Linked DNA regions of Astyanax mexicanus: region 2 is linked to region 1. Evidence: chromatin contacts called from public Hi-C data. All regions are on one chromosome and are shown on one strand. Each heading gives the region's core, a stretch centred on a gene start, on an enhancer-like site or on the middle of the called end of the contact. The rest is flanking DNA. Distances are from core to core; before and after follow the strand shown.

Region 1 (5,211 bases), core at 1,485-3,984:
GTGTCCTGCGGCAGAGGTGCTGCAGGCTGGACATGCCGGAGGCCAAGGGCCGGAGCAGCTGCAAAGGAATCTTCTCCTCTCCAGAGTAGATGTAGTATGCACTCCCATCCACTCCACTGCTGCAATCAACGCTTTCCCCTTCAGCCTGGACTGCAGATGTGGTTGCGTCTGTTCCTCGAGCACAGGGCATGTAATGATGTATGAGTTTCAAGACACAATCAAACCGTGGCACAGCCTGCGAGCTCCGGGGGTCTGTCTGCAGGAAGAAGGAGCAGGCATCGCACTGGATGCGCAAGTTCTTGGTGCCCGTGGCCGTCTTCACACTCAGGGTGAAGAAGTGGTGGTGGTCCGAGCTGTCTCGTACCAGGAAGGTGCCTGGGGGCTGCTCGCTCAGCAGGGAGCTGGCCTCCTTGCCACTCACGGCGTTCCAGTAGAAGCCACTCTCCTTCAGTTTGTGCACGGCCGCCAGCACCATCTCGTACTGTGCCCCGGAGCTGAAGGTCTTGAAGCGGTGGGGGGACAGGCGCACTCCGCCTTGGTAGGGGCTGCTGCTCATGGCGCCGTCAAACCTGCTGTGCGTTACCATGGCGCTCTGCCTGCGCCCTGTCCCGCCCAGCCGCTGCTGGGGCTCAGGGTCCAGGGCCGAGGAGCCGTCCCAGCCAGGGCGCGCGTGCAGCGGGGGGCAGCAACACAAAACCCAGAGCTCCACTGCCTCCTCAACATCCAGAAGCAATAATGGCTCAATGGGTGAGGAATGCAGCTGAATGAGGGGAAAAGGAGAAAAAAAGTACATATGTTAGGCTTTGCACTGCTGCACATGTCAGAGGAGCTGGCGCCAGCTCGTGGTAATCTCTGATGGAAAACTTGAGACATCTGAGATGATGTGGAATTGAATTTATAGCAATTATTTAGCAATAATTAGGACTGACAACCAATGTCAAGACTAGTTTGTCATAAAAAAAGGCTGGTAGTTTAGCTCGTTAATTAACTAGCTCTTGACCAGCATAGAGTGTGTTTTTTTCTGAATGACCAGCTGGTGTTGAGTTGGATCTTTTAGCAGGGTAATAAACAGAAATGGGAGGACAACAATGAACAGAGTGAATGTGTGGATGCCTTGCAGTGTAGGCTAGCTATCTCCTCTTCTATCCTGCTTAATGCTATATAGCTATCCAGACAGATTAACTGGCATGCAATCGAAACTTTATCTTTAGTTAACTGCTGCACTGCCGATCATGTACACCTGATACAGGCAACACTTCGATCGCTCTCTGGCTTTTGGAGAGGCAGTGCATGTGAATGAGCTCCTCCAGTTTATTGTGAATGACCCAATTCCTCATTCATGGCAGAAGGGCTCTCTTTCTCGTCCTGAATTTCTCGTAAATCGAGTCTGTATGCTGGACACAAACACTGCTGGAGTGACTCCTTTCCCTCGAAACAGAAATATAATACTATACTATAATACCCTCTGGTATGAAAAAAATATATATATTGGAATTTTCAGAGTCCCTGTGGATATAGCAAACATTAGATTTTAGATTTGACTTCTTTTGATAATATTTTATTTTTATTTTATTTTAGTCAGTTTTAGTGCAAGGAAGCACCCAAAACATGCAAGGTAGGGAGAGATCTGTGGGACCAGAGATGAAGATCACTGATGCATTTTTACTAATCTAATAAGAGTGGTCTAACTGCACAAGGCAACGAAAAAAAAACACTATCTTTTTGTACGTTTATAACAAGAATGTAAGAATTTAGTAATAGAATATTTATACAGCCAAATATACTTCTGTACATATACATAGATTTTTTATGACCAACTTATACACCTCATTGTACTGGATATGGATATACCATGTAACATTATATGAAAGATAAGTAAATAAAGTAAAGTATAAAAAGATGAAATAAACATAAATTTGGTTTGTTGCATGAGGGCAACACTATGCCATAGATGGCTAATAATAACAACAATAGTAATAACAATAATAATGCAAGGTTTGGCTATAAAAAACACTAGGTTAAGACTATGTATTAACTAGTTTTCTTAAGCAGACCTAACCTAGCTAGTTAGATGGTTAGCTAGCTAACGGTTAACTAGCTAGATAATAAATAGTCTAACACAACAAGATCACAGGTCACACTGTTTAGTTTACGAGGTAAGATAATTAACTAAGCATTTGATTATTGGGTAACAGAATAAGTAACGCTAGTGTTCATCCAAAACGCTAAAAACACACATATACCATATATAACCTAGGTAACTAAGTTACATATATATCCATTTAAACCGCTAGCTTAGATGGTTAATTCTTAGTTAGTTAACTAGTACAGTTTAACAGATAGGGTTAGCTATCTTAGCTAACATGAACACTAGCACTATAACACTACTAACCTAGGATAGTTTGGTTAAGTTAGCTTGGTTTACTATAGAGGTGGGTGACCCAGGTCCAGAAAGTAAAAATCCATCCCAAGGTTTTGTACCAACTGCCTGGGCGGCTCTGTTGAGCTGCAGCAGAACCCTGGGATGGATTTTTACTTTCTGGACCTGGGTTACCCACCGCTAGACTTAACTAACAGCAAAACGGTTCGGGTTACCTTGAAAGTCTTTTCCGAGCCCAGTCTCCAAGTTAGGGTTCCAGGGGCTGTAGAGCTCCGTCTGAGATCCGTTAAACGGTGAAAAACGGCGGTAGAAAAGTGATGGAGTCGTGTTACTGTTGTACTGTTAGCTAGTTGTGTCTCTCAGTTTGGACTCTGTGAGCTGGAAACCCCTCTCACATCTCCCCCCAGGACGAGGAGGGGTAGTAGAAGTACTGTTCTCTTCACCGACTGAGAGCAGACTGATATTTTCTAACAGGCTCCACCCCCCCTTTTTTCCTGGAATCGAGCGCGCACACACACACACACTTACTTTCTCTCACTCTCCTGGCCGCCTGCCAATAAATATTCAGCGTGACCTTTTTCTACGGGACGATTCCTGGTATTGGCAGTCCTCCCTCCCCTCCCCCTTCCCAGCCAGACTCTCTCTACAAGGTGAAAAAGTTAAAGCGCCCTTGCAGAATTAGCTGCACGCGCATGCAACCCATCTATTTCACCATCCTTCTACATTTTAGCATTGATATTGCTGGCTTACAGTAGTCGTTTTTGTTTTTGTCTGGATGCTTTAAGGGTTGATTGACTCAATGCTGCCATAAAAGAAGACGTGCACGCTCTGCAAAGACCTAGTTTATTCTCAACTTTCTCTATGCTTCAAATAAAAAAACAAAACATTTTTTGTGCCTTGTTACACAAACCTGATGGTATATTCCAACTTGCAAAATGCAAAAAAAAATTCAGAAAGTAAAGGAAAAAATATTTTTTACTATTCCGATTGTGAGGGGCAGAGATGAAAAATTGGAAAAAAAATTGATGTAAACGTATTTCTTGCACCTTGCACTACATAAAAAACAAATAATGAGTTTTTACATAAAATTTTCTATTTTTGCGTTTAGCCTCAAACACTCCAAAAAATACATTAATAAATGTTGCACTGACAGTGTAATGCTTAGCAGTTTAACTTTCTGACTGTATCAAGCTAAAACCAAAAATAGAAAATTGGGTATAAAACTTAATCATCATTTTTTTCCATTCAGTAGAGTAAAGAAGAAATAGGTTTTCATACAATTATTTTTATTATCTAGTTTTTCATTTTAGCCTTTTGCAAACAGAATTTCAATAAAAATGAAAAGGAGAAAAGAGTCTTCTCTTTGATAATCCAGCTTGCAAAATGCAAAAATGGAAAAATCCGAAAATAAAGAAAAGATTAATTTTAAAAAAATCTGAAATTCTGATTGTACCAAATAATTCCTTTTTACATCCAATTTTCTATTTTTTGCATTTAGCCTCAAACACTAAATTAATTAACATTACACTGACCTGTCATGCCTATAGCACTATAATGTCATTTAAAAATAGGGCAGGTTGTACGCCGCCTACAGGCTGAAGAGTCACCTGCAATGAGATCACACTACAGACAATTGGCTGAATAAAAGAAACAGAGAGAGAAAAACTCTCTCTCTCTCTCTCTCTCTCTCTCTCTCTCTCTCTCTCTCTCTCTCTCTCTCTCTCTCTTTTCTTGACCCTTTTGTGATCACTGTGGTGCTTACTCATAAGAGACTTGGACCCATATCTCTGTAAAGCTGCCTTGTGACAACATTTGAATTAGAATTTAATAGAGAGAGAGAGAGAGTATAGGTACACATGGTGCAACATGGAATAACAATACAATAGACGAACAAGGTGCAAAAGTGTAACGAATGTGCAACATAAAGCTACAACAAATACAGTAAATACAACAGACCAGGCAATTTAACAGTCAGGACAGTGCAGTACCGATACAGGGCAAATGAAGTGTCCATAGTGTGGATAAGGTGCAGAGATATGTATCATACTGTAACATATAGAACATACATGATCACAGCAGTTACTGAGGTAGAGAGTTTATGGTTTTATGGAATGAAGCAGCAAATATTGCTGATAGGGATAGACATTGAATTTTTTTGTGTGTGTAGAGTGAAGGGTGGGTACAGTACAGTCTTATGCATAATCACTCATTCTAACGCATAATTGTGGCCATCAGTGAATTTTGCTTATCATTTTCAAGGGATCAGAGTCTGAAGGGAGAGTGGAGAGACACACAATCCAAGCTGCTTGAGGTCTAGTGTGAAGTTTCCACAATTAGTGATGGTTTGGAGAGCCATGTCATCTGCTGGTGTTGGTCCACTGTGTTACATCAAGTCCAAAGTCAGTGCAGTGTTTTACCAGAAAATCTTACAGCACTTCATGCTTCCCTCTGCTGACAACTTTTATGGAGGTGCAGATTTCATTTCCCAGCAGGACTTGGCCCACTGCCCACACTGCCAAAAGTACCAATTTCTTTTTTATTTTATTTCTTGTTTTTCTCCAATTGTCTCCCCAATTTAGACAGGCAATTACCCAACACACTCACTAGTAATGCCCCAACACCAGGAGGGTGAAGACAAGCGCATGCCTCCTCTGATACATGTGTACAAGTCAGCCACCGCCTCTTTTCGAACTGCTGCTGATGCAGCATTGCTGAGTAGCCAGCGCACTCGGAGGAAAACGCAGCGAATTAGTTCTGATACGTTAGCTCACAGAAACATTGTGCTGATCGACATCACCCTAGAAGTGATGTGGGGAGAGAACAAGGTAGCC
Region 2 (5,211 bases), core at 1,983-4,482, 65 kb before region 1:
GACACTTGGAGATGCCCAAAGGGACACTTGGAGATGACCAAAGGGACATTTGGAGATGCCTAAAATGACACTTGGAGATGCCCAAAGATACATTTGGAGATGCCTAAAATGACATTTGGAGATGCCCAAAGATACATTTGGAGATGCCTAAAGGGACACTTGGAGATGCCCAAAGGGACACTTGGAGATGCCCAAAGGACAAATAAAGATGCTTAAAATGAAACTTGGAGATGCCTAAAGATACATTTGGAGATTCCCAAAATGACGCTTGGAGATGCCCAAAATGACATTTGGAGATGCCCAAAGGGACACTTGGAGATGACCAAAGGGACACTTGGAGATGCCTAAAATGACACTTGGAGATGCCCAAAGGGACACTTGGAGATGACCAAAGGGACATTTGGAGATGCCTAAAATGACATTTGGAGATGCCTAAAAGGACACTTGGAGATGCCTAAAATGACACTTGGAGATGCCCAAAGGGACACTTGGAGATGACCAAAGGGACATTTGAAGATGCCTAAAATGACACTTGGAGATGCCCAAAGATACACTTGGAGATGCCTAAAATGACACTTGGAGATGCCCAAAATGACACTTGGAGATGCTCAAAATGACACTTGGAGATGTCCAAAATGACACTTGGAGATGTCCAAAATGACACTTGGAGATGTCCAAAATGACACTTGGAGATGCCCAAAATGACACTTGGAGATGTCCAAAGGGACACTTGGAGATGCCCAAAATAACATTTGGAAATGCCCAAAGGAACACTCGAAGATGCCCAAAAATACATTTGGAGATGCCTAAAGGGACACTTGGAGATGCCCAAAGGACAAATAAAGATGCTTAAAATGACACTTGGAGATGCCTAAAGATACATTTGGAGATGCCTAAAATGACACTTGGAGATGCCCAAAATGACATTTGGAGATGCCCAAAGGGACACTTGGAGATGCCCAAAATAACATTTGGAAATGCCCAAAATAACATTTGGAAATGCCCAAAGGGACACTTGGAGATGACCAAAGGGACACTTGGAGATGCCCAAAGGGACACTTGGAGATGACCAAAGGGACACTTGGAGATGCCCAAAGGGACACTTGGAGATGCCCAAAGGGACACTTGGAGATGCCCAAAATGACATTTGGAGATGCCCAAAGGGACACTTGGAGATGACCAAAGGGACATTTGGAGATGCCTAAAATGACATTTGGAGATGCCCAAAATGACACTTGGAGATGCCCAAAGGGACACTTGGAGATGCCAAAAATGACATTTGGAAATGCCCAAAGGAACACTCGAAGATGCCCAAAAATACATTTGGAGATGCCTAAAGGGACACTTGGAGATGCCCAAAGGACAAATAAAGATGCTTAACCCCTTACTGTAGATCAATTTTTTTGCTCATTTTCATGCGATTTGCACTACTATGCTATCACACTGGATATCTTAAGTTTTACATATAGCACAATGACCAGTCAGGGCTTAAACTGAAGTAGACATTTTGGACAAAACAGTAATTCACTTTCAAGCGGGAAATGCAGAGATTAATCTGTCTCTATAAAACAACATTTTAATATTTTTTGTTTCTTTGTGATAAAATAAATTAATGTAAGTCCATCTCAGGGTAATATTAATATTTATTTGATGAAATGACACATAAAATCACATGTTTGCGCGCAAAATGACACTTGGAGATGTCCAAAATGACACTTGGAGATGTCCAAAATGACACTTGGAGATGCCCAAAGGGATACTTGGAGATGCCCAAAATGACACTTGGAGGTGCCCAAAGGGACACTTGGAGATGCCCAAAATGACACTTGGAGATGTCCAAAATGACACTTGGAGATGTCCAAAATGACACTTGGAGGTGCCCAAAGGGACACTTGGAGATGTCCAAAATGACACTTGGAGATGCCCAAAATGACACTTGGAGGTGCCCAAAGGGACACTTTGAGATGCCCAAAATGACATTTGTGTCCTTTGAAAATTCTGCACCACACCTTTATCTTTCAAAGTATTGGTAAATTATAAAGCAATGCCAAACAAGATTATGTATTTTTTTATTAGGTAAATGATATGATATTTTATTCTGCCACTGATCAGTTTGATCAAATTAACAGATCAGCACCTTCACTCTGTTTTTTACGTTATAAAAATATGATAAAATGAACTGAGTGTGAAAATGAAATGAGATTGGCCTCAGTGGCATCCTCTACTGGACACCCGCATTACTACTGTTATGTCTTGTTATGTTATGAGGGACTAAACCATTTCTTGTGGAGGGGAGGGCAGGCTGTTTTTTATTATTTAAAATCATCAGTGTTGCATGATTTGTAAGTTTACAGTTTTGTGTATATATTTATATATTATTTACATGTTATTTATGGGTTATTTCTATAGGTCTCCAGCTACAGGACTTAACCTTAACAGCTACGTTCCAATATCCGTCTAGTCTAGGTAGGATGTTTATATATGTTCTCATTTTGTCCACGCGGTGGCGCCCTTTCCTCTTTCTTAGACAGTGATATTTTTATGTCTTTATGATGTTGTTATGACTTATTGTAGATGCATTGTTGTAATTGCTACAACTTTTGCAGGCTTATAAAACACACAAACACACACACACAGTGTTTGTTTTACTCTATTAGTGAGGACAGATTTTTGTACATGTCATTTTACACCTAATCCTAATCCTAATGCTTACCACAACCCTACTAACCCTGCACCTAATCTGTACTTAATCATAACTCTAACCTAAAAATACTATACATAATTCTAAACATAACCTAAGTAACCTACACCTAATCCTAACTCTAACCTTAACCTCACTAATCTACATCTATTCCTAACCACAGTAATCTACACATAATCCTTACCTACGGCTAAAACTAAATAAAACCTTTCAACCAAGGATCAGAAAATTGTCCTTACACGTCAGTTAATTATTCATGTCGACCTATCATTATGAGGGTTTGGTCTTCACAATAACACACACACATACTTAACATCCTCACTGTAAATAGACAGTAACGTCACAGATCATTTGTCAGCAGAACTCTGTAATGTGTCTGGACTCTCTGGTGTCACATTTAAATAGTTTTAAGTAATGCTCTCCCATTTACAACCACACAGGCAGGCCAGCCCTCCTGATGTCCTGATGCTGTGAGGTCATGCAGGCAGGAGTGGAGGTTTCCAGGCCTTTACTGGCTGTGTTTACAGTGGCCAGCTTTGTCAGGCTGACTCTAATAAAAGCCTACAGGAGGTGTCAGGCTGGGCGGTGAAAGTGAAGAGAACAGCTGCCCAGGTTTCCAGTAAGAGGCATGATGGTGGGAAGAGGAGTGGAGAGGTGGGTGTGTCTGTTGGCACTCTGTCTACACATTGTATTCTAATGAGCACATTTGTACTGCTGGCTGAGTGCCATAGCAGGCTCTTCTGGTTGTTCCTCTGGAGGCTGGACATGACCCAGAACTGCTGCACAAAACCTGCAAAACCTTAATTTACCTTTTAGATTAGCGTGAGCAAGGTTATGCTCTAGCTGTGAGTTTATTCATTTATTGTTGAACAATCATGGGTGGCACCAACAAAAGCACTACCATGTGCCAAATTAGTCATTTAGATGCATTGAATTAGATTATTCGGAATGTTAATTTGACCAGAATTCCCAATAGTGGAGATGCCTCAGTTTATATGCCTTGAGGCACTCTTTTCACTGTGTGTCTGTCTGAGTTTGATACGCTCTTTGTTTTGTTTTATGCTCACAAAATGTGTTCTGACAGCATTTTTTACACAACAGTAGAAAAGTGCTCTGTTGTGAAAGCTGTCATTGCAAAGAGGGAGGGTGGAGGGGAGCTGGTTACTGGAAGTCGGTTTGAAAGGGCTGCCTTCATTCTTGAGTTTTTCCTCTGCAGCGAGATTCTACACGCTGATTGCATTGCATATTTTTCCAGCCAAAACTATGCATACAGACATTGCGAGATATTATACTTGTGTATATATGTAATTTTTTCTTTTGGTTTTATTTTTTTATTTTTTTTGTTTTGTTTTTACATAGTTTGAAAATTACTTTACAAAAACTTAGTATATGTGTATTATACCAAAGGCTGGTTCCCGGACCAGGCAGAGCCTCTTACAGATCAGACAGCGTAGTTATCTGCAGACTGATTTATCTAATAAAACTGGCACAGTTTATATGGTTGATTTTGATGCTGCATAAAATTAGATTGCACCAGATTAGACCAGACTGATTACATTATTCAGCTGCTATATCTGACCAGTGTTATAAAGCCCAAAATGGGCAGAGTGTCCTGCTGTGCAGGCCACATCATTTCCCGCTTAGAGACTTTACATAGAGGCTAAACATAGAAGGGGTGAGTTGGGGCATGGTTCAATGGTCATAAGCTGTGTCGAGAATCTAATGTCTCTATTTTGGTAGAGTGTTTACAGCAACAATACAAACACAAAAAATACCCACACCCTTTTCTAGCGCAAATATGCAACATACGCCACATGTCGTGCTTCATCAATGCAAAACACTGACTTAGATATCCTTAAACCTTATCAACAACAATAACTCTGACTATTGATGTCTTGGCAATTTACAGTCTCGATTTACAGTTCTGAAATGGCAATAGCAATTACTTTGTTTTCTGCAATAGTGGAGAGTGAAATAAGATGAGCTGTAAAAAAAAAACTAAAATGAAAAGAGTATGGGGCAGGAATACAACTAAAACATACAATACAAGTTCAGAAAGTTTGGAATCAGTTGAACCTTAGCAATTCCGTAACTCAAATAGACAAGAAAATATGAGGTCCCTAAAAAAGGTGTTTTGTTGCTCAGCGTTCCCCATGTTTGTTGTAAGTTGGTCCAGCTGAGTGGGCAAGTTGAGCCATCTGAGAAAACAGTTACCAACTTTATATTAGGCAACTTTTCCCTTTTTAAATGTTGTATGCTGTGAAAGAAAACCTACAAAAATTAATGGCAAAGTGAAGTAAAAACATATTGCAGGAGTGAAGGTTAGACAGATAATAGGATGTGGTTATCTCCAATCGTCCCCTTTAATAGTTAGATAAATACTTTATTGATCCCAAAGTAAATTAAGAAAGGTATTACAAATTTGAGAGTATTGATAAAAAGTCCATGCCACAAGATATAATCACAAGGCTAGAGGATCTGCAGACATTTTTGAAATTTTATGGACTAAT

The links. A called contact is a pair of places that touch in the nucleus more often than the background predicts.
Region 2: a Hi-C map of muscle shows a contact between it and region 1, with 11 times the contacts expected there. The contact joins the enhancer-like site here to the promoter of socs3b in region 1. A contact is called at or near these places in 2 of 3 Hi-C or Micro-C datasets (both in muscle).

What each region holds. Positions count from the first base shown.
Region 1 is chr15:32,744,279-32,749,489 of AstMex3_surface, reverse strand. It overlaps socs3b (suppressor of cytokine signaling 3b), which reads right to left and starts at 2,734. Exons shown (of 2, transcript XM_007259292.4): 1 at 2,596-2,734; 2 at 1-760. The coding sequence starts at 586.
Region 2 is chr15:32,809,907-32,815,117 of AstMex3_surface, reverse strand. No RefSeq gene overlaps it. Among protein-coding and RNA genes, the nearest start is that of tha1, 8.2 kb to the left of the region's middle. Within about 2 kb of position 3,232, the one cell type or tissue checked has an H3K27ac peak away from gene starts, as active enhancers do.